Regions from separate parts of the Mus musculus genome. Here regions 2, 3, 4, 5, 6 and 7 are each linked to region 1. Evidence: chromatin contacts called from public HiChIP or PLAC-seq and promoter capture Hi-C data. All regions are on one chromosome and are shown on one strand. The core of a region is the stretch at or near the end of the contact, and the rest is flanking DNA. Distances in the headings are between cores, read along the strand shown. Region 1 holds the start of Abtb1 (ankyrin repeat and BTB (POZ) domain containing 1). Region 2 holds the start of Hmces (5-hydroxymethylcytosine (hmC) binding, ES cell specific). Region 3 holds the start of H1f10 (H1.10 linker histone). Region 4 overlaps Rab7 (RAB7, member RAS oncogene family). Region 5 holds the start of Rpn1 (ribophorin I). Region 6 holds the start of Chchd6 (coiled-coil-helix-coiled-coil-helix domain containing 6). Region 7 has its middle 8.7 kb from the start of Mir6376.

Region 1 (4,230 bases), core at 686-3,185:
AGTGAGGAAGTGAAGGAGCCAAGAATGTGGACCCTGGGAGAGGCTTGGAAGTGTTCTTGGATGAACCAGTAGGGACAGAATGGTATGCCCCTCTATGCAGGTCCAGGCCCCAGGGCTGTCAGGGGCTCTAACTCACCCTTGGAATGTTAGCTCTTAGGGCTTTCCTGATACCCCCACTCTTAGATTGGCATCCAGAACTACTCCACCACCAGCAGCTGCCAGGCACGAGCCACCCAGGTGCGCAGTGACTACGGGACGCTCTTTGTAGTGCTGGTGATCATTGGTGTCATCTGCTTCATCATCATTGTGCTTGGCCTACTCTACAATTGTTGGCAGCGCCGGATGCCCAAGCTCAAACACGTGGTGAGTAGGCCAGGGAGGGCTTAGGACTGTAGGGCAGAGTGTGGCTAGTATCACCCAGTGCTACCCAAGAGCCTCACCTAGAAACCTGTACCAACTCAGTTGTGCTCAGTGCCACCATCTACCCTCTCTGAGCCTGGTCTTCGAGGAGATACACAGTGAGGGGGAGTTAAGTCTCACCAAGGGATCCCTCCTCTCCTCCAGCTCTTCCTAACCCCAGTGCCCCATTCTGCAAGGCTTGAGAGCAGCTGCTCCCCTCAGTCCTAGAAGCCAAAGGCTCCTGCAACCTGCACAAGAGAAAGGGGGCAGGCCCTGCACATTCTGCCCTATCTCGTATGCTTTGAGTGGGCTGTCTCATGTATAATGCGCTGTTGGAAGGGATCAAGTGACACCAAGGGGGTCACAGGGTTTACCTGCAGAGGTTTAGGTTTGAGTTGCAGGCACTTGTATCCTGGGCCCCAAGGGAGTAGTACCCTGGGGGCTTGGCGTGGCCAACCACTGTGCGCGCCTAGCGCTCTCTCCTGCTGCTGCAGTCGCACGGTGAGGAGCTGCGCTTCGTGGAGAACGGCTGCCACGACAATCCCACGCTGGACGTGGCCAGCGACAGCCAGTCGGAGATGCAGGAGAAGCAGCCCAGCCTGAACGGTGGGGCCATCAACGGCCCGAGCAGCTGGAGCGCGCTCATGGGCAGCAAACGCGACCCTGAGGACTCGGACGTGTTCGAGGAGGACACTCACCTGTGAGCGCCGGGCCACGGGCGCGAGACTGCCCGACGCCACGGCCCCGCGCCCCTCCCGGTCCTCCACGCGGACCACTATGCTTCCCCACCGCAGCAGGCGACCGCGGCGCAGCTCCCACCCCGCCCTGCCCGGCCCCGAGCGCTTGCCCGAGGCCAGCGCGCTCCCCGCGCCAGGACTCCATTAAAGCCGCTAAGACGCGCGGGCCGCTCCGCCTCCACGCCTGTTTTTTGCCTTCCGAGGGCTGCACTCCGGGGAGTGGGTGGGATGGGCCTGGAGGAGTAGGTGGGGCAAGGGAGGCTGGCTGGGCGTGGCCAAGGACGGGTGGGCTGGGAATTTCATGGAGTTTGTGGGCGTGGTTAGGGATATGTGGGCGGAGGGTAGGGAGTATAAGGTCATCTGGGTGGAACCAGGCCGGGTGGGCTGAGCCTGAAGTAGGCTGGGAAAAGTCCTGGTGGGCGAGGCCTCGGCCTGATGTGCGGGACCTGAACCGAGCTAGACTCAGGACTGACAAGCGTTCCAAGCCTGTGGGAGGTGCTGTTTTCAGAACGGATCCCAAGAAATGTGGGCGGGGCCTGCAGCGAACTGCTCTTCCGGTGAAGCTCTTCTGAGGAGGCGGGGTCTTGGTAGTGAGCTATTCTTCGGGCGAGTGGGCGGAACCTGGGGGAATTGAGTTGTCCTCTAGACGGGTGGGCGGGGTGAAGGCTAGAAGTCCCCAGAGGCTAAGTGGGCGTGGTTAAGGTTACTGGGTGCGGCCTTGGGGAGCGGCCTTCTGGATGCGAGGGCGGGGTTCGGGCCGGACGGTCCTCCGGGCGGCAGGCGCCGCTGCGGAGTCGCAGGCGGGCATAGCTAGGCCGTGCCGCGAGGGGCGGGGCGGTGAGTGTTTACATCCGGCCGGGCACAGACGACTCCCGAGATCACTCGGCCGGGGGTCCAGTCTCTTTCGCCATGGATACCAGCGACTTGTTTGCCAGCTGCAGGAAAGGGGACGTGGGCCGTGTGCGGTGAGAACCTGAAGTGCAGGAGGCGGGCAGGCGTCCGCAGGGCTTATCGGGCACGGGTGTGGGGTTGGGCGCCGTGGGGCTCCCGAAGCTGACCGAGTCAGGGAGATCGGGCTCTAGGTCCCTTACTTAGCTCGGTGCAGGGAAACGACTCCTCTCCGTGGAGGTTCCAAGAGGCGCAGGCGCCGCTGGTGCAGCCAGTTACCAGCCTGGCGCCGAGACCGTGATCTCCGTGGGCAGGCAGGGAAGAGAAGGATCCTGACCCTTTTCTTTGATAGACTCCTTTCTCCCATGGCCCTTCCTTCCAAGTCCCCTGGTCCTCAACAGATGTGACCAAGCTGCAGCTCTCTCCGACACCAGATGCCACCTCAGAGTTAATGATCCGTCCCTCAATTTGAATGCAGCTCTGAGAGTTCAGGTCTTGCCTCAGATAGCCTCCTTGGGCTGCCATGTCCCAGTGATCGCTTTCTGGTTCATGACCTCTTCTCCTCAACATTTTATCAATTGTTTTTTCCACTTCTTCCATAGATCTGTTCTGTTCCCCTCCTTCCCCGCCCCCAGTGCCTGCATCAGCTTTCTTCTGACTTCCCTGCCATTGGCTCCCCAGGCTGAATTAGGGGCCCCATCACCTTCTCTCTCCCAGATATTAAAAGACCAAATTCTCAGCCTTCTGAACCTGGGGCTTGGCCTCTGTCCATGAAGCCATCACCCAACTCACAGTTGCAGACCCTTGCAGACCTGTGTAGTCCCAGGCCTTACCCTTCTCAGAGGCATTCCCTAGCCCAGAGAGATGTGGCCTCCTTCCCCTTCCTGGTTGTCTCTCTCCCAGATGAGAAGCAATTCTGACCCAGGCTTTGAACTTCCTGCCCAGGTACCTGCTGGAGCAGCGAGACGTGGAGGTGAACGTGCGGGATAAGTGGGACAGCACCCCTTTGTGAGTGTGAGCGGTGGGGTAGCTGGGTGGGCAGGGTGGGCCTACCCTACTGACAGCTTCCCCCTTTCCTAGGTACTATGCCTGCCTCTGTGGGCATGAGGAGTTGGTGCGCTACCTGTTGGCTAATGGTGAGAGAGGGTCAGGGTCTGCCTGTAAGCTCTGAGACCTTGCTCCATGTTTGTATGCACCCTTGATTTCTTGTTAACTCCCTAAAGTCAACACATAGTACTCTCTAACCCTCTATCCACTTTCTCACGTTACCCTTGACACCCAGGCCAGTTCTGGGGCTGTCTCCTGTACTGTACCACCATTGGTCTGCTAAACTGACTCTCTGATCTCCATATTTGCAGGCAGGAGGATCTTTCCACAGCAAAGCTGATGGGAGTGTTTGGGATAAAAGCACGTGGGCATGGTTGCCCACACCTGCAATTAAATTATTGGGAGAGAGAAAAGTCGAGACAGGGATTATCTTAAGTTCAAAGCTAGTCAGGGCTACATTGTGAGACCCACTCTGACCTCCTCTCACTTTGCCTTCCTTGGGTCTCCCACCTGCTGGCTGCCCCACTAGACCTACCCATCTCCTACCTCAGGGTCTTCTCAGTTGCAGTACTTCCTGCTTAGACTGGAGTTCCTTCCTAGATCTATGCATCTCCCGCTTCTTTCAAGTCCCTGTGCTTAGCCACCTCACTTCACAGTTCTCCCCATGTGGCTGCCACTGCCATAGTCACCCTTGGTTCTGTTTTGTAATAATGCCGGCTGTCATATAATAAACTATGCATGGGCTCCACTAGGTTCAGTTGGGGCAGGGATCTGCTAGTCACCAAGATGGCTATTTACAGGGCCAGCCCCTCAGTCTGGCCTTAACTGCATATAGTCCAATATTTACATGTGTATTCATGAGTATGCCTACATCTAAGTGCACAGATTGTATGCCTTGGCCTTCCCAAGGACCGAAGGGTTGCCTGGGCCTCTGTGGCAAGGAAGGGCCTCTGGGGAGCTGGGGAGGCCAGAGATCTCCCCAGACTAGGTGTTCCCTTGACTCTGACTGATGAGCATTGCTTTGTAGGAGCCCGCTGTGAGGCCAACACCTTTGATGGAGAGCGGTGTCTCTACGGAGCGCTAAGCGACCCTATTCGCCGTGCACTGAGAGACTACAAACAGGTCACTGCGTCCTGCAGGAGGCGGGATTACTATGACG
Region 2 (4,230 bases), core at 535-3,034, 930 kb after region 1:
CTACTTGCTGCACTTGCAGAGGACCTGGGTTCAATTGCAAGCACTCACATGGTAGTCTTTGGTAACTTCAGTTCCAGGGGATCTGAAGCTCTGACTTCCAAGGGCACTAGGTACACGCCTGATGCACATCCATACATACAGCAGGTAAAACATTAATACACATAAATAAATTGTTAAATTTTAAAAAAATCAAAAATATTTTATGTGTGCTAAGACTGACCCCAAGGCTATGAGTATATGACATATGTTCTGTATCTCCGAGTAATATCACTAGCCCCAGACACACTGATTTTTTCTTTACATCTATTCGTGTGTATGTGTCTACTCTCTTGCGTGAATGCCACAGACTGGGAGTGGAATCAGAAGGCAGCTTGCAAGAGCTGGTTCTCTCCTAACAGGCAGCAAGTGTTCTCACCCACTGAGCCAGGCTGCAAGCTCTGTAAGCTCCACAAATCAGTTTTTTGAGACACAGTTTTACTATGCAGCCTTGACTAGCCTCCAACTCAGAGATCTGCCTTCCTCCGGCCTCCTAAGTGCTGGGATGAAAGGTGTGTGACACCACACTTGGGTTTTTGCTTTTTTGTTTTTAATATAAGGACAGATGACGCTGATAAATCAGTAATACTTGAAAAATGCGATCTTAAAAAAAAAAAGAGAGAGAGAGAGAGAGAGAGTCAAGCGTGTCAGAGTGTACACACCTGTAATACAGGATTCTGGAGACAGGCAGATTTGCTGAAAATCTGAGGTCAGCTGGGCCTCTATAGGGAGTTCCAGGACCGCCAGGGCTACATTCATAGTTAAGACTCTGTCTCAAAAGAATTCTTAAATGTATTCAGATATGAGGTTCACATAATTTGGGCATACATTCAAACAGTTTAACTGACCCTGAAGAATGCTGACTTATTTCTTGCAGAGACCCAGAGGGATTAGGGCCTTAATGTATCTGTAAAGGCTGCTTTTCGGGTCATTCCGGAGGCTGGGCAGATGGCGGCACATGGGTCACGAGTCAGATGGCCACGGCGATGCTGGCCCAGAAGCTCCGATGGTGCTGACACACTCCTTACCTTCTCAAAGTGCAGTCTGGAGAGCAGCACGGGGCTGCTGGACTGCGGGCTCTTGTTGTAGGAGGGGCAGTACTTGTCGGGGTCCCTCCACTGCGGGAGCCGCCGCCGGCCCTGCCGATCCTGATAGGCGCAGGCCCTGGTGAGAACCTCTCTGGGCAAGTGACAGGACGTTCGCCCGCACATACTTCAGCGCTGCCGCTCAGACCTAGAGAAAGTCACAAAACCCTAAGGTTCTCCTCCCTAGGTCACGCCAATCTCCCCGCGAAGCCACATCTTCCGCGGAGGCTCCGTTAGGTCAGCCAGTCCCGGCCACTGCGGGGCCCACAGTCCCCAAGCAGGCCCTCGGGTGGCGGGCGAGAAAGAAAGCCGCTCCTCCCAGGTTGTTTCCCACGGACGCAGCAGGGAAAGGTGAGAGCGCTCGGCTTTGACGCCAGCGACACTCGCGGGCCGCGGCCACCGCACTACCGCCCCGCGGGGACACGCTCAGGTCCCGGGCGGGGCCTTGTCGGCGCCAAGGCTCCAGCTCGGAACGTGGGCGGTCCTCGCCTGCCCGCCCGCCGGCGTCCCCTCCGCCGGGTCCTCTCTTCCGCCCGCTAGCTTCTCCTCAGCGCGGCCCTCCTCCCGCCCGCCCGTCCGTCCTCATCCCCTCAACGAGGCCCTCCCCACGCGCCCGCGTCCTCTCACCGCCCGAGGGTCTAGTCCACCCTTCCTCGCAGCTAGCGTCCGCCTAAGAGACGCCCGTCCCGCTCCTCGGTAACCCCGCCCCGCCCCCGACGTGACGTCGCGCCGTCGGGGTTCCCTCCCCACAGGTGGGGGTGTGGCTAGGTGAAGCAAGACAAAATGCACTGACCTGAGACAGGCACCCCAGGAGGCCTCAGGGTCCCCCTTCCCAGGCCGGAATCTGAAGCCAGAAAACCTGTGCTGCCCACCCTCAATGTGTAAGGCCATCCGAATTGAGACTCTCTAGCTATTCCCACAAACCCCTAAGGGTCAGGAAGCCCCACCTGGTTTCCTTTTTAACATTTGTGTGTGGGGTGTGTGCAAGCCTTTAAATAAAACTAGAGTAAGCTGTAATCTTCACAAAAGGAGGCTGACACCAATTTCTTTAATGAAGTTTATTTGAATGGAATGGCTTCCAGGCTATGACCAGGCCTGGGAGTAGAAGGGGAGGGTATTAGGCAGGAAGAATACAGTCAGGAAGGGCTAAGCAGGATGTGGCCTTGAAGGTCAGGCTTTCCTTTAAAGCCTGGAGAGGCCTTCATAAAGGGATGGAATGAGGCAGAGAGGCCAGGCAAGAGCAACTGCTCAGTCCCCAGGAGAGGGATGGAAGGTGGGGGACAGAGGGATGTCTTTAGGGAGCAGCCTTCAGGTCACCTACTTGAGAAAACCCCCCAAATGAGAAATCTCTTTATAACCTGTTAGGAAGTTTCACACCACGTTACTTAGTTCACCACTGCATGCCTGACCAAGTACATGGTGGAGCCAGGACCAGTCATGAAATAGGCCATAGCTAAAACAGCTTAACGATGCTCAAGTGTAGCCTGATGTCTTCATGTTATGGGATTCGGCTTAAAGGTGCAGGCCTCTGTTCTAATGTGTACATGTGCATGTGCATACAGTATACAGGTGTGCATGAGGTTAGGCGGCAACTATTGCAAAATGGTCCTCTCCTTCTACCAAGTGGGTAGTCCGTCCTGATAGGTACCTTTACCTGCTGAGCCATCTGAGTAGCCTCACAGGAGGTCCAGTTCTTCAAGTGTTTCCAACAGTTTAAACCACCTGATTTGAGTTTAAAGCCCAAGCCCTGAAGCATCCCCTAGGATTTCTTACTCCAGCCCAAAAGGAATGCAGATACTGTTTTTCCCACTCATAGACCCAGAGCAGATCATGACACCCTCTAAGGACCTTTGGACACCCATCCATCTACAGATGCCTGTAGATGAGTGGCTTACCAGACCTGCTAGCTGTTGTCATTCGGCTAGCCTTTAACCCCACCCTAAGCTTGGCACTGACAGTCCCGAGGGGCTATGCACACGCTCCATTTGGTGAAGGGAGGCCTCAGGGAGAAGTGGAGGCCCTGAGCACGAGCCTGCAGAAGCAGCAGTTATTCAAGAAATACATGCTGACTTATCATAGGGATGAGACGGTTTCTTTGAGTATAAATATTAAGAGAAAGTCTGAACATTTTATTCATTTGTCTCTCCTTGCAGGCATGGTGACAAAATCTACCCTAGCATTCCTGAATGATAGGATGGAATTAAAAAAAAAAATCTGTATTGACTCTTGATTGTTTCTTAACACAGTGGTCTGGGGAAGGGTTTCCACCGGCTTCACAGGGAAGAAGTGGCTTCGACGTAGTGTTGGACAAGATAGGAGTGGGGCTTAGGCCACCTCTAGCCCACGGATGCCAAGATGATATCTACTGGCAGCTCCTCTGAGCTTCTGGCTGTCACCTGCATCGTCACTGTGTCCAAAAGCAGAAGCCGAGAACGCACAAGGATGTCATGACCACCCCGGAATACTCCTGTAAGTGAGAGGAAGCAGAGTTTTGTGAGGCTGAAGGAGGCTGTGCTGAGAGTGACACATGATCAACACCCCCACCCCACCCCACTCCACCCCACCCCCACCGCACACACTGAGGCACAACTGGGAGGCCTGGACAACTCTCACTGCTTCCCTGAGCTCTGGAACCCTTAAGGACATAGTGCTGCAGTAACTATCAATCACTGCATACATCACTAACTATACATCACCTGAGCCTCCTGCCAGGCTCAAGTGAACGCTCGGGTATGTAAGGCTTATACCTCATATTAGAGGCTCACAGACAGTGGCTGAATCTGAGAGTGTGGATGAGGGGGCGAGCCCTATAAGAAAAAAACCACAAAGCAGTTGTCTGACAGACCCAGGGGACTGAGTTGCTTCATCAAGGCCAGAGTGCTCTGCTGAGCACTCACTGAAGCAGAACGCCTTCCCAACCATGTTTGTAAACACACCCAGCCCCCAACTCCCAAAATAACTATCCCCACCCACCCACACACACACAAAACCTATCCAAGGCTCGGTGTGTCTCAACAACAGACTGCTTGCTTTGCCTAGCCTTGCCTTGTCTGACCATCAGCCCTGCGGAGGGATAAAAGTCAGGTGTGGTGGGTTACTGAAGGCCGAG
Region 3 (4,230 bases), core at 1,156-3,655, 860 kb after region 1:
AGCAGGAGGGACCAAGGAGAAATGGCCAGGAAGTTCTTGGCTGTGCCCCTCTCAGGGAAGAGAAGATCAGGTCAGCCTCTGCCACTGTCCATCGAGTCCTAGTTATATTCTATTTATACATCCAAACATCACATCTCACCCATAGGTCTTGCCTCAGCACCTATCTGTCTCAGCTGACATCACTCTGCGCATGAGCCCTAGTCTGCGGATGTGGCAAGAAGCCGCAGCACACCACCACAAGTTTTGTTGTTGTGTTTTTCTATGGAGTCCAACAAACGCAGTGCAACTCCACAGTGTAACTCGGACCAATGCATGCGTGTCGTTAGCAAAGACTCCCTCATCACGTGTCCTTTCATGTGCTTGGTTGAGCAGAACATCCTTTTCCTGTGTCCACTTCAGCTAAACGTTCCTTCACGTTTGCAAACCCCATTCAACCAAAGAACTCTTTAAGTTTCCACGTCATTAAAGTGCAAGCAAAGATTAAAAGTTTAGTGAAATATATGCACTAGCTCACTTTTTAAAATCTTAAATTTTCCTTTTGTGAATGAAATAATGTTTTTATGGGATGCAGTCTTAGATGTTAGGGAAGGGCTAATAAGGTAACAACTCGATGTTCTAAGCATTCTTGCGTAATTAATTACAGTTCATTTGATGTTTACATGCCTTAGGAAAAAACAGCATCTCTGTGGGTAATTTTGGGCTTATCGATTGTATTGAAGTTTCCTGACTCTTAACAAGAAAGACAAACTAGATTCTCACATTGCTTTGTCTGTCTTACCTCAGATTGACTGGACCAACAGACACCAGTCTGGTGAACAACATCTGTCCTGATTGAAGCTTCTGCCTGAGCCTGAGGGCAGCATGGCATTCCAGCACGCAGGGTACGCAGCAGCAGCAGCAGCAGCAGCAGCAGCGGGCTCCTGGTAGCTGGAGATAGGAGTGAGTGTCATCAGCCCACGGAAGGGGTTTAAAGAAAAAGAGGGTAGTGAGTCCAGGAGAGCCTGCACCCTATAGCCCGCTGTCCCTCAAAACTCACAGGCCCCTTGGCCCTCCTCCTGAGAACGAGTCACAAGAGGATGACTTGGGCTCTGGGCTCTGCTAAACCCTGGCCACTTCCTGACGATCCTTCCTTTGATGGGGATGAGGTCGTGGGGTGCGGGGAGGCTGGCACACCCACGAGTACTGAGTTTGAAAGGCTGAGAATCTGGGCCTTCTTGATCTACAGGCAGTCACTCCCTCTTTTCACCCAAGAGGCCAGGGAACTGCTTACCTATTGGAACAAAGCTGGCCTGGACGCTTTAGTGGTGTCTACTATGTCCTCCGCAGGCTGGCCATTGCCTGCACAGCCCTCTCTCCACCGTTGGACTACTTCCCAGGCTTTCAGGTCCTTCTCTGTACCACCACCTCCTTCAAGTCCTCCCGCACCAAGTGATGCAGTATTCGATCCCCCAAAGCCGGCAGGATCCTCAAAAGCCAAATCCCCTGCCACACCCTCTAAGGGAAATGCCTTAAGGGTAACCTTACACTTTTCCATCCTGGAGCCCCCATCTAATTCTGAGGGGTCCAGGGACGGCTACTTAAGCATCACAAAATGGGGTACTTGGGGCCAGAGAGTGGTGAGGAAGTGTCTAGGGAGAGGCCCTTGTGGTCGTGCCTGCACTGACTCATCTTTGAGATGCCAGGCGTGCAACCTCAGGGCAATTCCCTTCTGTTGGTTCCCCTTAGGATTCTGAGAAGACCCCCGCCCCAGCACGCTCTCGGGCTTTGCCTTGCTCCTGTCGGCCGCGTGAGGGCGTACCCTGTGTTAGTTGGGACAAATTAATGCCCTTCCTGCGGGCAGGGCTGTGGTCCCCTGGGCCCAGAACCAACTCAGGTGCCTGAGGAGCACTCTTGTCTGCCGCCTGCAAAGTTCTCGGTCTTGGGGTCTCGCCCGGGGCCCGTGCTAATCCTTTGCAAATCGAGCGCCCCCCTCCTCCATGCTCCTATAGCCTGGGGTACACACCTCTGAGCCGCTCCGCTGAGCCCGTCCTAGGCGCAGGCCGCCTCTGCGCAGCGCAGCGGGCTCGGATGCTGTCCAGGGCACACTGCTGAGGGTGCAGCCGCGCCCGGGAGCCGCGGGCGGAGGAGCCAGTGGCCGCGGAAGGCGCTCCAAGAAGCACAAGTTGGCGCTGGACTGGGCCCAGGCTGTTGTTGTTCTCAACGTGGTCCGCCACGGGGAAATAAAAGCGGAGCGGGGCGCGCTCTCCGCCAGAGCGTAGCGCGCACGCCCAGAGCTCCGGAGCCCGCGCAGTGCTGCCGCGCTCCCCGCAGGCTCCTCTCCGCATCCCACCCCCCCAGCCCCGCCGCGGCCGGCCCGGCCCCCGCCCGCACCTCAGCCCTGCCGCCTGGTCCCAGGCCCGGCCGCGGCCGCTCCCGCCTGGAGCCGCCGCGCGCCCCCAGTCCCCCGGCGCCGCCGCGGCCCCTCGCCTTCCTCTTCCCGGCGCGGCCCCCCGGCTACCGCGCGCCGCCTGCCGCCAACCCGCTGGCCACCATGTCGGTGGAGCTTGAGGAGGCCCTGCCGCCAACGAGCGCCGACGGGACGGCCCGCAAGACGGCCAAGGCCGGCGGCTCTGCGGCGCCCACGCAGCCCAAGAGAAGGAAGAACCGCAAGAAGAACCAGCCAGGCAAGTACAGCCAGCTGGTGGTGGAGACCATCCGCAAGCTGGGGGAGCGCGGCGGCTCGTCTCTGGCGCGCATCTACGCTGAGGCCAGGAAGGTGGCATGGTTCGACCAGCAGAACGGGCGCACCTACCTCAAGTACTCTATCCGGGCGCTGGTGCAGAACGATACGCTACTGCAGGTGAAGGGCACCGGCGCCAACGGATCCTTCAAGCTGAACCGCAAGAAGCTGGAGGGCGGCGCGGAGCGGCGCGGAGCTTCGGCGGCCAGCAGCCCCGCGCCCAAGGCGCGCACGGCGGCGGCGGACAGAACGCCCGCCAGGCCGCAGCCGGAGCGGCGCGCGCACAAGAGCAAGAAGGCGGCGGCTGCTGCCAGCGCGAAGAAAGTGAAGAAGGCGGCCAAACCCAGCGTGCCCAAGGTGCCCAAGGGCCGCAAGTGACGCCCCTACGGTCTGGCGACATCGTCGAGTTTTCCATCTGTCTCTATCCCTATCCGCCCCCCCCACCCTCGGTGTACCGGTTCCGTAGGGTTCCGCCTGGCCCAGGTCCCTGATCCCTGTCCCCTCCCCCGCCCCTCCCCCAGCGATGCTGCGTTCTGTTTGCTTTAGGTTTTTGAAACGGCCCTGGCGACGCCCCCATTGGCTCTCACCCTTGGCAACGGCCGTCGCCATGGTTACCGGCCCGGCGGCGCCAATGGCCTGGTGGCGCCTGCCTACTGTGCCCGCTGATGGCCACCAGGCGCTTGGGTTGTGTGGCGCCTTGCTCCGCCCGCTGCCTTCCTGGGGCGCAATAAACGGTTCCAACCTTGACCATTGTCGTTGTCTTGTGGGCGCTGGAGGCTGCTTGGGGTTCCTGCGGGGGAGTCGAGGGTCATTAAGACCAGCTAGACAACTAGCAGGCGCTGCCAGAGGTGGGACAGATGTGCCCAGAGACAGCTGCCCAGTGGAGAACTCTTGTAAAAGTGGGTTCCCAGTCTTGGGTTGCTGCAGTGTCCAGCATATAAAAGATAAAAGATTTCTACATGTTGGAAATTAAACCTCAGGATCTAGTGCAACATAATGGACAGTTTTACCAAATGGAAGACTAGGAAGGTTCTGAACAGTATGTACACATACAAGTAGGGTGAGATGGAACCCGAGTTAGGGGAGGGTTACATGGTGCTCTTTCCCTGTATCACCTTTTTGGGTCTTGGCAGTGTCTTGAGGGTGGGAAGGGACCAGTGTTTCTTGGCAGGTGTGATCATGAAGCAGACTGAGCTGCCCAAAGTGGGCATTTCACTGCCTCTTGGATGTCTGGTACCTGGCTGAAGTTGCCCTGCAAAGGGCATAGGCAGGTATCATGTTGAATTGGGGTGGACCACCCTCAAGCTGGTCAGTGAGGCAATGACTTCCAGACGGCTCAGTCCACAGGGTCATAACAGCTGGGCCTAAGAAACAGCCTTGCGCTGCTCCATGGATCTTTTTGAGGTTTCCTGAAGGCTAAGGGGTGGCTCTTCTCCAAGTGCTGGTGAAAGCCCTAACCTAACTCTTACCCTGCTAACCCACTGGAGGCTTTTCATGAGCTTCTGGGTGCC
Region 4 (4,230 bases), core at 1,004-3,503, 830 kb after region 1:
TGAAACCCAATCATTTTCTGGTAAGCTCTTTCTTTGTTAAAGATCAAGGATTGACAAGACCTGGAAGAGTGAACCAAGGGTCAGCATGTTACATACTGTACAGTCATGGAAGCCAAGGCTGCCTAGTTTTTTGGCAAAAGGTTGTCCCTAAACAGAGTTGCACTGTGAAGCATTGTTCATCCTCCAGTCTCATGTTTGATAATTCTTTACTTGGCACCAGGCAAATAGAAAACAAAACTGTCCTCATGGAGAATTTTAGAAAGTGGAGAATATATATATATTTAGATTTATGTAAGTGGGTTTTTTTTTTTTTTTTTGGTTTTTCGAGACGGGGTTTCTCTGTATAGCCCTGGCTGTCCTGGAACTCACTCTGTAGACCACGCTGGCCTCGAACTCAGAAATCCGCCTGCCTCTGCCTCCGGAGTGCTGGGATCAAAGGCGTGCACCACCACGCCCGGCCTATGTAAGTGTTTTAAAGCAGCAAACAGTAGTTGGGGGAGAGGGAGGGGTGTCTTAGGTTACAGTTGCTGAGATGAAGAAGCTATGGAAGATTGTTATTTACTGGACTGTTCCTCATAGCTTGCTCAGCCTTCTTTCTTATAGAATCCAGGACCAAAATCCCAGGCAGGGGTGGCACTACACACAAAAGGCTGTGCCCTCTCCCATCAATCACTAATTAAAAAAATGGCCTACAGACTTGTTGACAGAAAATATTACAGAAATATTTTCTCAGTTAAGGCTCCCTTCTCTCTGGTGACTTTAGCTTGTGTCAAGTTGACATAAAACTAGCCAGCACAGGGCGCTCCTTAAATTGGTTCCTAACTGGCTGTGGTGGCACACACTCTTAATCCCAATGCCCAGGAGGCAAAAGCAGACAGGTCTCAGAGTTAAAGACCATCTCGTGGTCAGCCAGAGCCACACAGAAACCCTGATTCTAAAAAATGAAAGAAAGGAGGAAGGGAGAGAGGAAAAGGAAGGAAGGAAGGAAGGAAGGAAGGAAGGAAGGAAGGAAGGAAGGAAGGAAGGAAGGAAGGAAGGAAGGAAATAGGTTCCTTTGCTGAGAAAGTAGTGCTTAATCTTCACTTGTGAGATTTGTGAGTCTGTTTGGAGTGTTAATCCCAACTGCTGATGCCAGTAATGGACCCAGCACTTGAGGAGAGAGAGGGCACCGGCATCCGTTCAGCCCCTGCCCTGCTGTCTTGTTAGGTTAGCTAAAGGGTTCACAGGCCGGGGGCCAGTCTGAGTGAGGGCTGGGGCTCAGCTCCTGGCAGACCAGAGTGGCTGCACTGTAGACAATGCAAAACTGCCTTAATGTTTCTTCAGCTCACCTGCACTTTCTCCTCCCGACAGCTTCAAGGATGACCTCTAGGAAGAAAGTGTTGCTGAAGGTCATCATCCTGGGGGACTCTGGGTAAGTGTTTCTCACGAATCTGACCTCAGATTGGCTTGGAGCTTCATCCTCACTGATCTCAAGGCAGTTCCACATTCGGCTCTGGGCCTGGCCTCTATCCTTTACTGTTGGGGTTTCCTGTGTTTGGCCTATTGAAATGCTTAAGGAACCCTCAAACAAGTATTTTCTTGTTTTTGAAAGTGCCTTCCAGTGGGGTAGAGTATAGGAATAGTGTCTCCTGCCCAGGACTGTGAGAAATGGCATACTGTCTGAAAGGAGTCTCAAGGCCTTTGAGGATTACAGACCTCACTCTACTTCTGTAAATTCTAATTGTGTTGCAGAACTGGGTAGAACCAGCACCTTAGACCACTGGTCAGCCATTGCGCTATACCCCTGGCAAGGCAAGCACTACTGTCTTAGGCTGTATGTATGTGCACTCTTTGTGGAAAGCCTTGAACAAGGAAAGCATTGGCGCTTTCTTTAGGTTGCATTACCCTGACCCTACCCTTATCTTACTGAACACTTGGTTGGTGAGTTTTCTTGGTGAAAAAATTCCTTGGGAGGGACATTCTTAATGTTTTATTATGTATGTGCATATGCGTGTGGGTGTGAAGGTCCGTGCAAGAATTGTTTTTCCTCCTGCTCTGGGGGCCCTGGGATTGAATTAAGTTTTCAGGCTTGGCAATAGGTGCCTTTCGCTTTAGCCATCAAACAGGCCCTGTTTTGTTGTTTTGCTTGGGCTTTAGTTTTGAAACAAAAACTGTGGCTCAATGCCCTTGAACTCACTGTGCAGCCCAGTCTAGCCTCAGGCTCTCAGTGCTGCTGCCTCTATCTCTAAGCACTGAATTCCAGGCATGTGGGGCTACACCTGTCTTGGAACATTCCTTTCTGGCTACATACTGCTGAGTGGCTTCCTCCTGGTGTTACTTGACCACACTGAGTGATGCATAAACACCTGAGATTACAAAGCCGTTTGGAGTGATCTTATCACAAAGTTCCATTTAGGAGTGAGTGAGTTTGTGTGTGTTTCTTTTAGTAAAATGCTTTGTTTTGTTTTTAAACTGTTGCAGTACCGGGAGTTAAACCCAGGCCTGGTGTATGTCAGGCAAGCACTCTACCAACTAAACGCTCTTCCTAGCTCAGGCATGTTGCTTTGAACATTGTAAACACAAATCCCTTTCAGTCCCTTATTTGACTCAGACATGTGGGTTTTGTTCAATTTCAGTGTTGGAAAGACCTCTCTCATGAACCAGTATGTGAACAAGAAGTTCAGTAACCAGTACAAAGCCACAATAGGAGCGGACTTTCTGACCAAGGAGGTGATGGTGGACGACAGACTTGTTACCATGCAGGTGAGCCACTGCTCAGCCTGGAGCCAGACTGCCAGCTTACTGAGTCTTCTTTAAATGAAGTCTTCTTTAAATGGTGGGTGGGTGGGTGGGGGTGGAGTTGGCTTGCTTTCTTCCTTTCTGTGAGTTGTAGGGATTAAACACAGGTCATGAAGCTTCTGTGCGGAGCACTTCACCTCTGGGTAGCACCTTCTGTGCTGAGCCCTCGTGTAGGCCCAGTTGATTGCATCCAGACTGTCTGTCATACCTCCGTGCTTTTCAAACTTACCATTATATTTGTGGAGAATGGATAATTGGCTGCAAATAGTGTTGTTGGATAAAATAGCAGTAAAAGCACGGTCGGGAGCATGGTGGAGACAGAGCCCGAGCCCCATGCAGGCTGAGTGCACATGCTCCCGCCATGCATGAGCACGGAGCCACACCCCAATCCTAAATTTGAAATTTATATTACAAGACAACTAGGAATTTTTGTAAAATTTAATTTTAGCTACAGTTATTGTCTTTTTTTTTTTCATTTCTTTTCCCTTTCTATTTATTTATGTTTGTTTTTTCAAGATAGGGTTTCCTTGTATAGCCTGGCTGTCCTGGAACTCACTCTGTAGACCAGGCTGGCCTCAAACTCAGAAAAATCCACCTGCCTCTGCCTCCCAAGTGCTGGGATCAAAGGTTTGTGCTACCATGCCTAGCTTCTTTTTCCTTCCTTTTTTCCTTCCTTTTTTCCTTCCTTTTTTCCTTCCTTCCCTTCCCTTCCCTTCCCTTCCCTTCCCTTCCCTTCCCTTCCCTTCCCTTCCCTTCCCTTCCCTTCCCTTCCCTTCCCTTCCCTTCCCTTCCTTCCTTCCTTCCTTCCTTCCTTCTTTCTTTCTTTCTTTCTTTCTTTCTTTCTTTCTTTCTTTCTATAAGGATTTATTTATATGTAAATACACTAAAGCTGTCTTTAGACACTCCAGAAGAAGGCATCAGATCTCATTAAGGATGGTTGTGAGCCACCATGTGGTTGCTGGGAGAATTGAACTCAGGACCTCTGGAAGAGCAGTCAGTGCTCTTCACTGTTGAGCCATCTCTCCAGCCCCTTCTTTTTCCTTTCTAAACTTAGCAACCTACCGGTTTCTTCTGTGTTCTAAAATATCTTTATTTATTTATCTTTCTTTCTTTTGGAGGCATTGGTGTCTGTATTCATGACTGACCTTGAACTCATAAATTGCACTGGGGTGCTGGGATTAAAGTTCTGTAGCTTATCTAAGTGCCTTTGTTCAGTGCTTCAGCTTGGAAATCTTTCTGGGTTTTCCTAACTTCTGATAGCAAATATTAAGGTAGTAGTTAACTATTTAATTGTTGACTATCCTAAATTGATGTCTCGGTGATTAAAAGTGATTTAAAGCACTAGCTGCTCTTTACAGAGGACCCAGCTTCAGTTCTCAGCACTGCTGTGTATAACTTCAGTTCTAAGGGACCTGATACCCTCTTCTGCTCTCTAGGCAATTTGGTGCACAA
Region 5 (4,230 bases), core at 928-3,427, 760 kb after region 1:
TATAATAAATAAATAAATCTTAAAAAAAAAATGCATTACTTAGTAAAAGGTCAGAAAGCTAGGCATGGTGGTACACAGCTGTAGTCCCAGTACATGGGACAGACAGCCAAGATGATCAGCAGTCAAGGTCATTTTTAGCTATCAGCATTCTGGAGGCTGGGACAGGAGGATTCTAGGTTCCAAAACAGTCCAGGGACAACACAGCAACACCCTGTCTCAAACAGTGTAAGAGAAAAGGATGGTTCAAACTACATAATCCTACTGTCCTGCTAGCTCCTTAAAGGTTCCTGTACTCCGTCCACCTCGCCTAAGTTTCCAAGGCAATGTGTGCCCTTTCTTATCCTCTTTATCACCCAGTTGCTTCTCACCTAGGTAAGGAGTATAAACTCGTCTTCCTCCAGAGTTAACACAAGTTACTGTAAGTCAGTAACATGACTGCAGAGCTGAAACACAAGTCCTAATTTCATGTCAAGGCCAGAAAGCAAGGTAGCAATAATGCAAATACACCCAAGGGTATGGGACAAGTCAGACCTTCATTTGGGGGAGGGGGGTTAATAAGCTCCAAAGCCAGATACTTCCACAGTCATGTAAGAATTCCTATGCCTCAAAAGGTTGCTATAGGGTGGGGAATGTTCTTAAAATACCTGCCACAGCCTTTTCTTTTCCTAATTTTTCTTTTAATGTACATGGGTGTTTTGCTTGCAAGTGGGTCTGTGCACCCTGAAACTGGAGTTACCGATGGCTGTGGAATTGAACTTGGATGCTCTGAGCCATGTAGAGGGACCCAACTTGTATGCAATTCCCACCAGGACAGCAGCAGGGTGGTAAGCCTCTGCTGTGATCTGATTATACTATGACTTCATTAAGTCATGACTGATTTTCACAAAACAGGACTGAGCATCCAATGAAGTCATGAATGTCTTTCCAGAAATATTTGAGGAAAGCCATGCTGAGCATGAACAAGGCTTCAATGTAAAGGGGACAGGAGTCACTTCAGTGACTATTATAAGTCCAGCTTTATAGCTCCATACAGTTAAAAAGAATGTGGTGTGCTTAGTCTCCTAGTAAATTGGGTAATCACTTAATGAATATAGTTAATGAGAACAGTAATAAAAATTAACCTGTGTGGATATTCCCTCTATTCCCAAAGCCAGCGATTTCTTTCCTTGAAAGGTATAAAAGTGTATTCAATGAAAAGTACAGAAGGCTAAATGCTGAAGTGTTCCAATGAGAGACGGTGGGGAGGAACAGACCTGGGCTTCACCTTTCTGTACAGCATAAGGGGCTGACTCTTCAATTAGTCTGAACATTAAGAAAGCGTTAAGCAGCAGCTTTCAGAGGAGTGTTACATTAACCGGGTGCGAGGAATGACAAACTTTAATACCAGAAACCTGCTGTATTTCTGAACGCTGCTGTCTGGAGAGAACAGACTACACCAGTCAATTGCATTCAGGAAATAAATTGTCTTAACTCACTGATAGTCCTCCACTAGACGAGCAAGTCCAGGGGACAGAAAAGAAGCTGGGTACCCGAAGTACCGCACCCGGCCACAGCCAAGATCCTCTTGGGGTGCGGAAGGAGGTCGCCAGGGGACCAAGGGGTCGCCTTGGGCTCCAGAGCAGCCACGTGGGCGGTGCCCCACGCTCGGAAGCTTGTGCTGACGTGTCCGAGAGGACACGCGGACAAGAGAGACGGCGGACCCCAACCTCTCCGCTGTCCCCCTCCAACACCTGCCTTTCAGACAACCAGACACCTGGAGGATCCCTAACGCCCTCAACCTCCCCGCCCCTCCCCAGGGATCCCCGATCGCCTCAGGCATCCCGCGTGAGGTTCGCCGGCTCCTCCCTCCGCTCACCTGCACGCCTAGGTGCGCAAGCCGCGACTCCAGTTCTGGCTCCAGGGCCAGAACGAAAGAGCTGGCTCGTGATGTGGAGCCGCCGCCCGGGTGTACCAGGACCACCTCAGCCGTCACCTTGGCTAGGTGGCTGCTCAGGTCCACCGTGCGCTTCACGTCCTCGTTGACCAGCGGCGGAGCCTCCGAGGAGGCGCTGCCGGGCGTCGGGGCCAAGGCCCCGAGACATAGCAGCAGCAGCAACAGCAAGGCGACCGGCGACTCCATGACCGCGAGCTGAGCGCCACCGACACGCGCCCCGCCCCCCCGCCACGGCGCAACCGCTGATTGGCCAACAGCACCACAAGATGGCTGGGCCCGGTCAGAAAGGACCCCGTCTCCAGGGCAACCGGGCGATCGTGGGGCGCCTGATTGAAAATCTTAAAGTGCAGGCGTACTTCTTGGGGCGCTTAATAGCCGTATTCACCCCTGATTTCCTTATATCCTGTCTGTTTCCTTCATGCTTATGCAAAATAACTCTGGCCTCTCAGCTCAAAAACAGTATACTATAGCTTAGTCTAAGGAACTAACTTTGCCTTCTCTATAGTGATACGAATGCTAAGTGGGCAAAAGTTTAAAGGAAAATGGGAAATTTCCAGAAACTCAAGTCTCTCCTCTAATATTTAGTTCAACCATTAATGTGAGTGATGGCAGAAACCTTAAGCAACTAACCAAGGTTGATGATATTAACCTCAGATACCTGTTGACATTTATCACAGTTGTAGGAGTCCAAGGCGAAGTCACTGGCAGGACTAGCTGTCTGGTGAGGGCTGCTATTTACTACCAAGGTGGCACTTTGACATTGCATGCCTTCTAAGGAAGGCATTGCATATCGTCATATGACAGAAAGGCAGGAAAGGGTCTCTCTGAGGCAAGCCCTTTTACAAAGGCATCTTGCAGATGGATTCCTCTAGTGCTATCATCTCCCAAAGTCACACTGAAGAATTAATGACCAAAAACAATGAACTTCAAGTGAGCAGAGAAACTGTAGTCAGTGTACTGATACACCTGACAAGAAAGCCAGCTTAGTGACGAAAACATCCAATGGCATTTTTTGGGCCTTGAAACCATATATATATATATATATATATATATATATATATATACATATATACATATATATATGTATGTATATATGTATATATATATATATGAAAAAATCTACAGATAAAACTTTGCTCCCCTAAAGTTCCCTTTTTTCAACCCTATAAAATCTCCAAGCCCCCTGCACAATGGTTGTGTACAGTCTCCACTCCCCAAATGAGAATGCGTCCCAATGTTGTTGCTTGAAGGATGTAATTCGAAGGTAAATTTTGGGAGGAGATGGAAATATTCAAACATTGATACCAGCCAATGAGAAGAGAGAATGGAGGGCTGGCCATGCTCCTCCCTACAAAGCAGAAGTCAGGAAATTAGCACCTGCAGGCCAACAATCTATCTGTGTCTATAAAGTTTTATTGGAACATAGCTACGTTCATTTGTCCGTAGCTTATGATTGCTTTCACAGTACAACAGTAACAGTAGTGTAGTTGCAAACCAGACTATATGGCCCAGAAAACAAAACTACTTACTGTTTGCACGCGAGTACATACATTATGTATGCAGAGACAGCTTAGTGGTTAGGAGGATTTGCTGCTCTCTCAAAGGACTTGAATTCTTCCGGTTCCCAGGCTCACAACTGCCTGTCAGGCAAGGATCTGATGCCCTCTAACCTCCACAAACATCCATACACAGATGTTCTTCCTTCTGTTCCTCTCTGTCTCTGTCTTTATCTGTCTCTCTGTATCTCTTTCTCTCTCACATACACACACATAAATATAAATTTAAAAATAAATCTTTTTTTAATGCTATCTGGTTGTAGTAGTGGTACATGCCTGTAATGCTTCAGTATTTAGGAGGCTAAGGAAAGAATAAAGAATAAAGAACATAAAATACTTTGCCTTAATGTAACAACAACAATAGAAAGTCTGACCACACTATTAACACATTCACCAGGGCAAAGCTCTGCAGAGGATAGCAGGGGCAATATAGTAGCCATTTAAAATAACACTCCAACATCAGAGACAATTTTTCTTCAACTCTTCCAAAATTAAAAATTATAGAGTTAGGTGACTGGAAAGGAGGCTTAGCAGTTAAGTCCTCTCTTGGATACTCTAGTAGAGGACCAGGGTTCAATTCCCAGGACCTGCATGGCTTCTCACAACACTAAGTCTGGTTCCAGTGGATCTAAAACTGCCTTCTGTACTCCACTCACACTTCAAGGATGTGGTGCATGGACACTTATGCAGGCAGAACACTCAGACACATAAAATAAATAGATGTTTAAAAATAACAAAGTC
Region 6 (4,230 bases), core at 1,126-3,625, 750 kb before region 1:
GCCTGCTTCTACTTTAGGCTTGAAAGACATTTTATAATAAAGACAAACTAGGTTAATTTCAGTTTATGATTAAATATCTGTTTCTCAAGTATTAGGCTATGCCCCACTGATAACCTTAACTACAAATGAATCTATTCTGCATATTTCAGGAAATGTCAACCATGCTTTTGTTTCAAAAGTTTTTATGACCACCTGTTGCTATGACTACCTTGTGTAGGCAAAAGGTTATTGTGCACTGTGTAAAGATTATCCTTGTTTTATTCAAATGCTAATTTCTGTGCTCACATATCTGGCTGCAATCCTTATTCTGAGAATCTCCTGTCTCATTGTTGTATAAAAAATGTCCCCAATGTTGGGGATTTTGACTGGGAGGTAGCCAGATTAGTTTAGAGGATTAAAATAGATTAATACTGCTCAGTTGTTGTGCCTTAAAGCTGCTAAATAAATCTAATAGCCCTGTATCCATTATTTGGAAGCTAGCTGAGTTAAGAGAAAATCTTCAACACTTATAAATTCTCGTTAACAACAGGTACCATAACAGGTACCCTTGTTATGCGTACCTGTTGTTATGACTTGACCACTTTGTTATGAGTACCTTATTAGGACCACTTTATGAGAGGATCTAAACCACTCCATTTTAGAACAGGCAGCCATATTAGGCCTTAAGTTTCAGTTTCCCAAAGAAGCAGGAAAGACTCCTTGGGAGAGTCACAGACAATGGATCGTTAGTCAATACGGGTCCTGACTTTTGGCTGAGAGGGAGAATGAACCAGAACCGAGTCAGTTCCTGGGACAACTGGCTGAGAGAGATAACAAACTCTGAATTGGGCTAGTTTCTGAAATTCCTGACCAAAAATGGTAAAACTAATATAGCAAGCAATCAGAAATTGTATTAATGTAACTGCCATACACCTAGCTAATCATGTTAGAGATTACTTAACCCTTTCAGCAAACTCCACTAGCCCTGATTAAGAAGAGCTCCTCTTCTGGTCACCATTTTGATGAATGATTGACCCACGCATGCTGGTTGTTTTTGCAGAATAAATATTGTTTGCCTTTACATACTGTTTGAGTCTGGGGCCTTCCTTCAGTGATTCTCAGACTCTAACACTTGCAACATGTTATGGCGGTTTAAATAGGAATGGCTCCCATAGACTCATGTGTTTGAATACTTGGTCCATAGAGAATGAATGGTGGCACTACTGGGAGGTATGGCCTTGTTGGAGTAGGTGTGGCTTTGTTGGAGGAAGTGTGTCACTGGGGTGGTATGGGTTCTGAGGTTTCAGAAGCTCAAGCCATCTTACTTCCTGCTGCCTGTCAACCAGGATGCAGAACTCTCATTCCCTCCTCTAGCACCATACCAGTCCTAGGGTTTTTTTTTTTTTTTTTTTTTTTTTTTTGGACAGGGTTTCTCTGTGTAACAAGCCCTCCTGGACTCTCTTTGTAGACCAGACTGGCCTCAAACTCACAGGCCTGTTTCTGCCTGTTTCTGCCTCCTGAGTGCTGGGATTAAAGGCATGGGCTACCACACCAGGCTAAATATTTTTCTTTCTAAGAGTCACCCATGGTGTCTCTTCATAGCAATAGAAACACTAAGAAACATGCCTTTGTTTCACAAGAGGTTAAGACTAACTAGTTATATTTTGTGTCTATTTGTCTCCCATACCCCACCCCTCCTCAAATTTGGAAACCCCTTATCCTTGACCTATAAAAATCTTTTCTACCTCAAAGTCTGACCTCTTGAACTCCATCTTAGGAGAAGACAGCCTATGTACAAGAATTAAAAGTTTGTTTTAATTAACTTGCCCAGGATGGTTTGGGCCGGTGGTCTTTCTCCTCCCATCATTGGGATTAACAGTTGGTCCCTAGCATAGTACTTTCTCTATCATCTCATGGCAAACTACACTCACCTTTAGGTCTTAAAGGCTCCATTTGTGTAAAGGCTCCATCTGTGAGGTTGCCACAATTTATTAATTTGTCTCGCGGTATTACAGTGTCGTTTCCCTTGCACTACAGTAGATTCACTTGTGTTTGAAATTTGTTTCTTTCATGACTCAAGCAGGTTACATGGGGTGGCTCAGTACAAGTCTGCTGAATGCTTAACATGAACATAGATCATTAACAGTTGTCTTAGCATCCTTGGTAGTTTATTCTTAGAACACGACTTTTACTTTGCTTCAGGGATAAGATTTATAAGAAACCATGACCTTGTCTCAGCGTCTATTTGGCTGGCCCTCTGTCCAATTTTCCAGCCCACAGGTACCCCTACCTCAGAGAGCCACGCCCCCTTCCAGAGCTTTTTAATGGCGCCAGAATGCTGGACTACAAATCCCACAGGGCAACGCGCGCCAGCCCCAGCAGCCAATAGAGCGCAGTGTTGCTGGCCTGTGTCCCGAGTGACGAGCGTAGGCCGCTGAGCAGCGTCGTCCTGGTTGCTGTGGAGCCGGCTCGCGTGGCCTCACGCCCTGCCCGCCTCCTGTCATGGGCAGCGCCGAGAGCGCCGAGGCCCGAAGGGTGTCCTTCGAGATGGATGAGGAGGAGCGGGTCCGGGTGCTGCAGGGCATCCGGGTGAGCGGCGCGGCGGGAGGGCGCGGGCCGGAGGAGCGTGCGGGCGGGAATGGGAGCCGCCGTCCCGGGGACCAGATACATGGGGCCGCTGGCACTCGGGGGCAGCCGGCCGCCTCAAGTCATTTTCCACCGCCTTGGCTCTCTCGGTTCCGGATTTGTTCCGTGCTCTACCCGGTTTCACTTGTCTTGTGCTTCTCGTTGCGTGTGCTGCAGCACGTTTTGAAAGTGTTCTTCCATTTCCAATCTTGTTCACGTGCCTTTCTCCGTGAGGCAGCAAAAGGAGAGTTTCAGCTACTGTGTATTAGGTCATATGCCTTATCCGCTCTTCAACTAAAAACCTACAGTTGGTCCTTACCACGTCGAACAGGAGGAATAGCCTCACTTGGCTTTTACAAGATGTGCTGGTGCCCACTGACCTTCCCATCCCTTTCCTGGCCTGTTTCCTCATCTTCATAAGATACTTATTTTTGCCTCAGGACCTCCTTGTTCTTCCTAGAAGATCCCAGGTGTTCGATGTTTCTTCAGTTATCGTTAACCTGGCTGTCTTCTTGTTACAGCTCAGGTGTCATCCAAGAATCCTTCCTTGACCACAGTCTCAAGCGACTTCCCACACTACTGCCACACATTTATGATTTTCTCAGCATCCAACACAGTTTGAAACAAATTGTGTTTATTGTGTTTCCCATTAGAGCTCTAGCTGATAGCTTGGCTGAAGTTCTTGTGTAATTCATGACTTTATCACCGGAACTTACAAGAATAAAAGCTCCTGTTTTATTTCAGACTGGCAGCTCTTTACAGGTATTATTTAATTTTTCAACCAATCAATGAGCAGTAGAATTGTTAGTACCTCTTCCTCTGTTTTGTTTTGAGACAGGGTCTCAATATTAAGTCAGGCTGGCCCAGGACTCTGTGTCTGCTTGTCTCATGAGTGCTAGGATTAAGGAGGGGCATATACCACCAAAAGTTTGATTAGTCCATTTTGTAGCTTATGGGGAACTGAGGTCCTATTGGCATAAGTTGTCCAAGGTCACACAGGTAACAAAGTAGGAGACCCAAGACTATAAAGTAGGTCAGCTCCAGAGCTGTTTGTTAAACTTCTTGCTAGACTTTCTTCTATACCTGTGCATGGCACTTAGTGTGTACTTGGTCGATAATTGTTAAGTAATTACATGAGTGAACTCAATGAAATAAATCAAACTTCAAACAAAATGCTCTGAGTTGGCTCTAGGTGAATTAGAGAGTAGATTCAGAAAAAGACTTCAGAGGGTCTGACATCTGAACTCCTTAATAGAGCTATTTTTTATTTAGCTTACAAGAGCTATTTTTTGAGTTTTACTTGGGGAGTGGAGAGAGAGAGAGAGAGAGAGAGAGAGAGATAGAGATATGGTGGGAGGTTATCCTGGGTACTATCAAGGATCAGATGAAGATGTGTGTGAAGCAATGGAGAAGACATGAGGGATGCTTTGTGGGGGGCCTCAGAATGTGCAGCATGTCAGGAGCTGACCAGCTGGAATCGTTAACCTGGCTTGTGGCAAGAATTAAGAGGGGGAAGATGGTTTCTGTTGAAAGGCTGAGAGGGAAGGAGTAGGGTAGATTGTAGGAAGACCGCTTTGACTCAGGACATTCTTCACAGTTTTTTGCTGGGTCTCCTGTTTCAGGGGG
Region 7 (4,230 bases), core at 457-2,956, 730 kb after region 1:
TGTCTCTGTCTCTCTCACACACACATACATACTCACATACACACACACATACTCTCTCTCACACACACACACATACACACTCACACACGTGCATACACACATTCTCTCACTGTCTCTCATTCTCTCTGTCTCTCTCTCTCTCTGTCTCTCTCTCTCTCTGACTCTCTCTCTGTCTCTCTCTCTGTATGTCACACACACCTCCCCTCCATAGCCATCCTGTGCAACATCTTCAATGCATGCTGTGTGGATCTGGGTCTGGCCCAGGCCACGGGAGCTGATGTGGAGCAGAGCACAGAGACATACAGTTAAAACGAAACCCTCCAGGGAATCCACTAAGAAAGCTCTAGGTGGGTAGGAGAGTGGGAGGAAGGTGGGGCTTCCGCTCTCTTTTCTGTGCCTTCTGGACAGTTTGAAGGCTTGCTATGAGCATGCATTGTTTTTACAATTGAAAACACATGTGCACCTCCTGGAGCCTACAGAGGAGTGCTGCAATGGGCCCAAAGGACAGAGGAGGAGGGAGGTGATAGCAGATGAAGTATAAGCTTGGGTGTGGAGACAGAAAGCTTCACGCCGGGTAGGCCTTCTCCATACACTCATGGGGGCCCCACTCATACTGGGCCCCAACCAGCCACCAGAGTCTTCCAGTGGAGCAGGGTGAGGGCCGAGGCCCGGGTCCTGTCTTGCTCCGTTGGCCCTCTGTGCTTGGATGCCTGTTCACTGGAGCACTCAGCTCACCTCCCACGGACTCGCTCTCTGGAGCTCCTGACATACCATTCATGAGCTGACCACAGCCACCTAGGACCCCACAACCCCACATGGAGTCGGGCTAGCCTAGGAAAGAGGAAAGGGCAGCTTTGTCCCAGCAGCCAGGCTTGGGAGGACAAGCCTCTCATGTGACATACATATTCCTGCTGAGTAAATCACTCCAAGGATCAAAGAGCCACCGTGGTCTGCTGGCCCATCAACCCTAGTCTCGACTTATCGGCTGCTGCCTCTGATGCCCAAGGCCAGCAGAACATTCTGGCCCCCATGGACCCAACCCCCAGTGATTACCCAGAATCCCCGGGGGGGGGGTGCTGACCCAGTCAGATGGGTCCCCTGCTTTCTTGATCACACAGATCCTGTTTGTGACCTACCACTGTTTTCTGTCTTGGGGGTTCAGAGAGCATATTTTGTTTTGTTTTATGAATTTTGGCTTTCTGTTGTTGTTGCTGTGCAGAGCCCTCATAGGTACCTGACAGCAAGGGCTGAGGGCTTCAGCTCTTCAGCTCTTTCTCATTCTCAGTGTTCCCTGGTGTCCTCAATAACAACTTCTACTCTGATGATTGCAGGGGGTGTAGCTGGCAGGAACTAATGGGGGCTGGGCTGTGCTTCAGTACCCTAGTGCACCCAAGCTCTGGGTCCCATCCCTGCACCAGGAAGAAGTCAGAAAGGAACCAGTGGTGTAAGGGCCCAAACCTAGAATGTGAACCTGTCAACAAGGTGACTGTCTGGGGCCTCACTCATCCCTGATCCTCACCGGAGCCCTCTGCGCTGGATCTCAGGATGAGCCTACGTCAGATCAGAGCGTGAGGCCAGCAAGGCCACCCACAGCCAACGTGGGCAAAACAGGGACGAAGGGTGAGAGGCCCCAGTATCCAGGCTCCTTCCATCTCTGCATGCAGACACCCACCCTCTGTCCACCCTGAGGCCCAAGCAGGGGTGGATTTGCAGGGTTTGGAGTGCCCTCTAGTGGCTACAAGGCTCCAATTCAACCCCTACCCGAACCCCATATAGCAAGGTGAAACCCAGCTCTTCCCTGACCCTGTGCCCTGGGGCCAGAGACACCAATTCACTTTGCAACAAGAAAATCAAGGGATAGGCCACATGCACAAAACAACCAGAGCAGCCAGAGGTGCTGCCCCGCAGTGCTGTGGTACATTCCAGGGGCTACAGCCTTCATTGAGTGCCTGCTACCTGCTCTGTGACCTCAAAACAAGAGATTATTCTCTTCTACAGACAAAACTCAAAGTTGCTCTACATCCCTGATCTAGAAAATGTCCAGAGCAGTCCCCACATGTCACTGTGCAGAGAGGCATAGAGGACCCCAGTCCTCTGCTGGGGGCTGGAGGACACCAGTGCTCTGTGAGCTGCCAGGCTGCATCTTCTTATCATTAGCACTGTAGTGTGTTCCTGTTACCCAGCTGGGACTGCCACCACCAAAGGAGCCACCCCACTGGCAGACTCATTTCAGGCTCACACCACTCTAAGGAACAAACATTATTGCATTTTAAAGATGGAAACAAAGTTCCTAGCGGTTGGATGACTTTGCCAAGGCTACAGGTCCCGGAAGACAGCTGCAGCATCCCACCTAACCCAACCCTACCTTTCTATTTGCTTCCTAGTGAGGGTTTATTTTCCAAACCTTTGTAAATAGCCCCCACACCCACCTTTAAGAAAGCTTGGCAGCCAGACATGCTAGCGAGTGCCCTTAATGCCACAGGGGTTGGGTTAGGGAAGATGGCAAAGGTTTGAGGCCATCTCTGTTTGAGGCCGGCCTGCTCTGTAAGAGTTTCGGGCCAAGCTGGGAGGTGGTGACATCTACCTTTAGGGAGACAGAGGCAAGAGGATCTTTGAGTTTGAGGCCAACCAAGTCTACAGAGCAAGTTCCAGGACAGCCAGGGATTCACTGAGAAATCTTGTCTCAAAAAACAAACAGCAAATAGAGTTCCAGGCCAGCCAGGGCTGCAAAATGAGATCCTGTCTAGCACTGATTGATTGATTGATTGACTAATATGGAGAGAAAACAGTGAAAACCAGACATGGCATTACACACCTGTAATCTCAAAACTTGGGAGGTGGAGGCAGGAGAATCAGCAGTTCAAGGTCATCTTCAACGACATCTTGAATACAAGGCTCACCTGTGATACATGAGACTGTCTCAGAGAGAGGGGTGAGGGAGGAAAACTGTGTAAAGCTCAAATGCAGCAAAAATCCAAGAAAGTGACCCATGACGGTGAGAGACCGGTCAGTGGAGAGCACACAGTCTAGACGCAGCTCTGTGTCCTTAAAGAGATTTATGTCACCCACGAACAATCACTGCCCTGCGCCCCAGGAACAGCCCTGCATGACTTCTAGCTCCCGTTCATTCTCTTCAATCCAGGAGTCAGGGAGGATGCAAAAGAGGGAAGGGGGCCGGGCGTGGTGGCGCACGCCTTTGATCCCAGCACTCGGGAGGCAGAGGCAGGCGGATTTCTGAGTTCGAGGCCAGCCTGGTCTACAAAGTGAGCTCCAGGACAGCCAGGGCTATATAGAGAAACCCTGTCTCGAAAGACCAAAAAAAAAAAAAAAAAAAAAAAAAAAAGAGGGAAGGGGTCCCTCCGCCGGGGACTGGGAGGTGGACAAGAGGGAAGCCAGAGAGGTGTTCTTACCTGGTCACACGCGTCACGGGTGAATGATGAACTGCCTGCATTTGCTGCATTTGCTCTGAGTATTCCAACGTAACAAAGGCTACATTTTTTTTTCTTTTTACAAAATAAAAATTTAATGTCTTGATAAATATTCTTAAGAAATAGACTGTGTGATGTTTTAAACCTTTCTAAACCTTTTGGATATCCTTTCAAAGGACAATTGTTAACATTTTAAGCACTTTTGACTAAAATTCCTCACATAAAGGAATATAAACTGCAAATGCTAAAAGACACTGCACTGCTTAGAAGGTTTGCTCGCTCCTTTATACAAGTATTTGACACATACAATACCAAACAGGGCATCGCTTCCCTTTCCTTTCAGAAAAATCATGAGTTTTCACTGGTTAAAACCAACTTAAAATTATTTATACACGAGGGGAAATGAATGTAAATACAAAAATCTATAAATGTCAATGAACTCTCATATTGAAAACCTACTCAGGTACAGCTGTTTATAAGACTCTGAGACAAGACCCCACAGCCAAGCACCCTCTCCCTGATGGGGGTAGCAAGAGTCCTCCCAGAACATGAGGTGCTGGCACAGGAATCTTGAACTTCCACCATGTAGAATCCTGGGAAATCAGTGCCACTGTAGTAAGCCACCCAGCCAACTGTTATAAAGACAAGGAAAACCTCGAAGACGCCCTGGGAAGACACTTATCACCCGCAGGCACTCACACAGGGGTGGGTGGATTCCGAGCCTCGGTGGATGTTGGAAGATACAGCAAGGGGAGGGAAGAGTGCACAGGAACAGGGAAAACAAAGGACCCGGCCAAGGCTC

What was found. Promoter capture Hi-C pulls out the DNA fragments that hold promoters and counts their contacts. HiChIP or PLAC-seq counts read pairs in DNA pulled down with a chosen protein or histone mark.
Region 2: a contact with region 1 is called in a promoter capture Hi-C map of liver, with 5 times the contacts expected there. The contact joins the promoter of Hmces here to the promoter of Abtb1 in region 1. A contact is called at or near these places in 2 of 39 promoter capture datasets (hippocampal neurons and liver), 2 of 484 Hi-C or Micro-C datasets (the Ba/F3 cell line and CD4 T cells) and 2 of 115 datasets of contacts at active chromatin or transcription factors (embryonic stem cells and large pre-B cells).
Region 3: a promoter capture Hi-C map of liver shows a contact between it and region 1, with 2.3 times the contacts expected there. The contact joins the promoter of H1f10 here to the promoter of Abtb1 in region 1. A contact is called at or near these places in 3 of 39 promoter capture datasets (embryonic stem cells, hippocampal neurons and liver) and 2 of 115 datasets of contacts at active chromatin or transcription factors (embryonic stem cells and pancreatic cancer cells).
Region 4: an H3K27ac HiChIP or PLAC-seq map of embryonic stem cells shows a contact between it and region 1, with 10 read pairs. The contact joins the enhancer-like site here to the promoter of Abtb1 in region 1. A contact is called at or near these places in 2 of 39 promoter capture datasets (the 3T3-L1 cell line and the HPC-7 cell line), 2 of 115 datasets of contacts at active chromatin or transcription factors (embryonic stem cells and large pre-B cells) and 1 of 9 other capture datasets (embryonic stem cells).
Region 5: a promoter capture Hi-C map of neural stem cells shows a contact between it and region 1. The contact joins the promoter of Rpn1 here to the promoter of Abtb1 in region 1. A contact is called at or near these places in 12 of 39 promoter capture datasets (the 3T3-L1 cell line, the C10 cell line, the HPC-7 cell line and 10 more), 1 of 15 datasets of contacts at CTCF or cohesin (the NIH/3T3 cell line), 3 of 484 Hi-C or Micro-C datasets (CD8 T cells, embryonic stem cells and nephron progenitors), 16 of 115 datasets of contacts at active chromatin or transcription factors (the SCID.adh cell line, T-cell acute lymphoblastic leukemia, astrocytes and 7 more) and 2 of 9 other capture datasets (adipose tissue and liver).
Region 6: a contact with region 1 is called in a promoter capture Hi-C map of pre-B cells. The contact joins the promoter of Chchd6 here to the promoter of Abtb1 in region 1. A contact is called at or near these places in 11 of 39 promoter capture datasets (the 3T3-L1 cell line, the C10 cell line, cranial neural crest and 6 more), 1 of 15 datasets of contacts at CTCF or cohesin (large pre-B cells), 2 of 484 Hi-C or Micro-C datasets (CD4 T cells and regulatory T cells), 6 of 115 datasets of contacts at active chromatin or transcription factors (astrocytes, differentiating embryonic stem cells, double positive thymocytes and 3 more) and 3 of 9 other capture datasets (adipose tissue, liver and pancreatic islet).
Region 7: an H3K4me3 HiChIP or PLAC-seq map of fetal liver shows a contact between it and region 1, with 4 times the contacts expected there. The contact joins the enhancer-like site here to the promoter of Abtb1 in region 1. A contact is called at or near these places in 11 of 39 promoter capture datasets (the 3T3-L1 cell line, the C10 cell line, the HPC-7 cell line and 6 more), 31 of 484 Hi-C or Micro-C datasets (the AtT-20 cell line, B cells, the Ba/F3 cell line and 20 more), 14 of 115 datasets of contacts at active chromatin or transcription factors (the NIH/3T3 cell line, astrocytes, embryonic forebrain and 8 more) and 1 of 9 other capture datasets (adipose tissue).

What each region holds. Positions count from the first base shown.
Region 1 is chr6:88,839,640-88,843,869 of GRCm38.p6, reverse strand. Abtb1 (ankyrin repeat and BTB (POZ) domain containing 1) reads left to right here and starts at 1,935. Exons shown (of 12, transcript NM_030251.3): 1 at 1,935-2,101; 2 at 2,970-3,032; 3 at 3,105-3,160; 4 at 4,099-4,230. The coding sequence starts at 2,046. Podxl2 (podocalyxin-like 2) reads left to right here. Exons shown (of 8, transcript NM_001347327.2): 7 at 184-363; 8 at 894-1,313. The coding sequence ends at 1,103. Gm15612 (predicted gene 15612) reads right to left here and starts at 1,016. Exons shown (of 3, transcript NR_045880.1): 1 at 774-1,016; 2 at 1-389.
Region 2 is chr6:87,911,530-87,915,759 of GRCm38.p6, reverse strand. It overlaps Hmces (5-hydroxymethylcytosine (hmC) binding, ES cell specific), which reads right to left and starts at 1,784. Exons shown (of 7, transcript NM_173737.2): 1 at 1,749-1,784; 2 at 1,065-1,269. The coding sequence starts at 1,247. Copg1 (coatomer protein complex, subunit gamma 1) reads right to left here. Exons shown (of 24, transcript NM_017477.2): 24 at 2,165-3,588. The coding sequence ends at 3,458.
Region 3 is chr6:87,979,657-87,983,886 of GRCm38.p6, reverse strand. It overlaps H1f10 (H1.10 linker histone), which reads left to right and starts at 2,405. Exons shown (of 1, transcript NM_198622.1): 1 at 2,405-3,466. The coding sequence starts at 2,531. The coding sequence ends at 3,097. It overlaps Gm5577 (predicted gene 5577), which reads right to left and starts at 2,204. Exons shown (of 2, transcript NR_026990.1): 1 at 2,003-2,204; 2 at 1-927.
Region 4 is chr6:88,010,819-88,015,048 of GRCm38.p6, reverse strand. Rab7 (RAB7, member RAS oncogene family) reads left to right here. Exons shown (of 6, transcript NM_009005.3): 2 at 1,351-1,411; 3 at 2,616-2,742. The coding sequence starts at 1,359. Among named protein-coding and RNA genes, the nearest start is that of Gm34872, 7.9 kb to the right of the region's middle. Within about 2 kb of position 2,253, at least 33 of the 459 cell types and tissues checked have an H3K27ac peak or open chromatin away from gene starts, as enhancers often do. A contact at or near this core is called in embryonic stem cells, where this site is marked.
Region 5 is chr6:88,082,420-88,086,649 of GRCm38.p6, reverse strand. It overlaps Rpn1 (ribophorin I), which reads right to left and starts at 2,177. Exons shown (of 10, transcript NM_133933.4): 1 at 1,856-2,177. The coding sequence starts at 2,119.
Region 6 is chr6:89,593,797-89,598,026 of GRCm38.p6, reverse strand. It overlaps Chchd6 (coiled-coil-helix-coiled-coil-helix domain containing 6), which reads left to right and starts at 2,375. Exons shown (of 8, transcript NM_025351.3): 1 at 2,375-2,568. The coding sequence starts at 2,482.
Region 7 is chr6:88,110,812-88,115,041 of GRCm38.p6, reverse strand. No RefSeq gene overlaps it. Among named protein-coding and RNA genes, the nearest start is that of Mir6376, 8.7 kb to the right of the region's middle. Within about 2 kb of position 1,706, at least 41 of the 459 cell types and tissues checked have an H3K27ac peak or open chromatin away from gene starts, as enhancers often do. A contact at or near this core is called in the Ba/F3 cell line, the G1E-ER4 cell line, the HPC-7 cell line and 4 more, where this site is marked.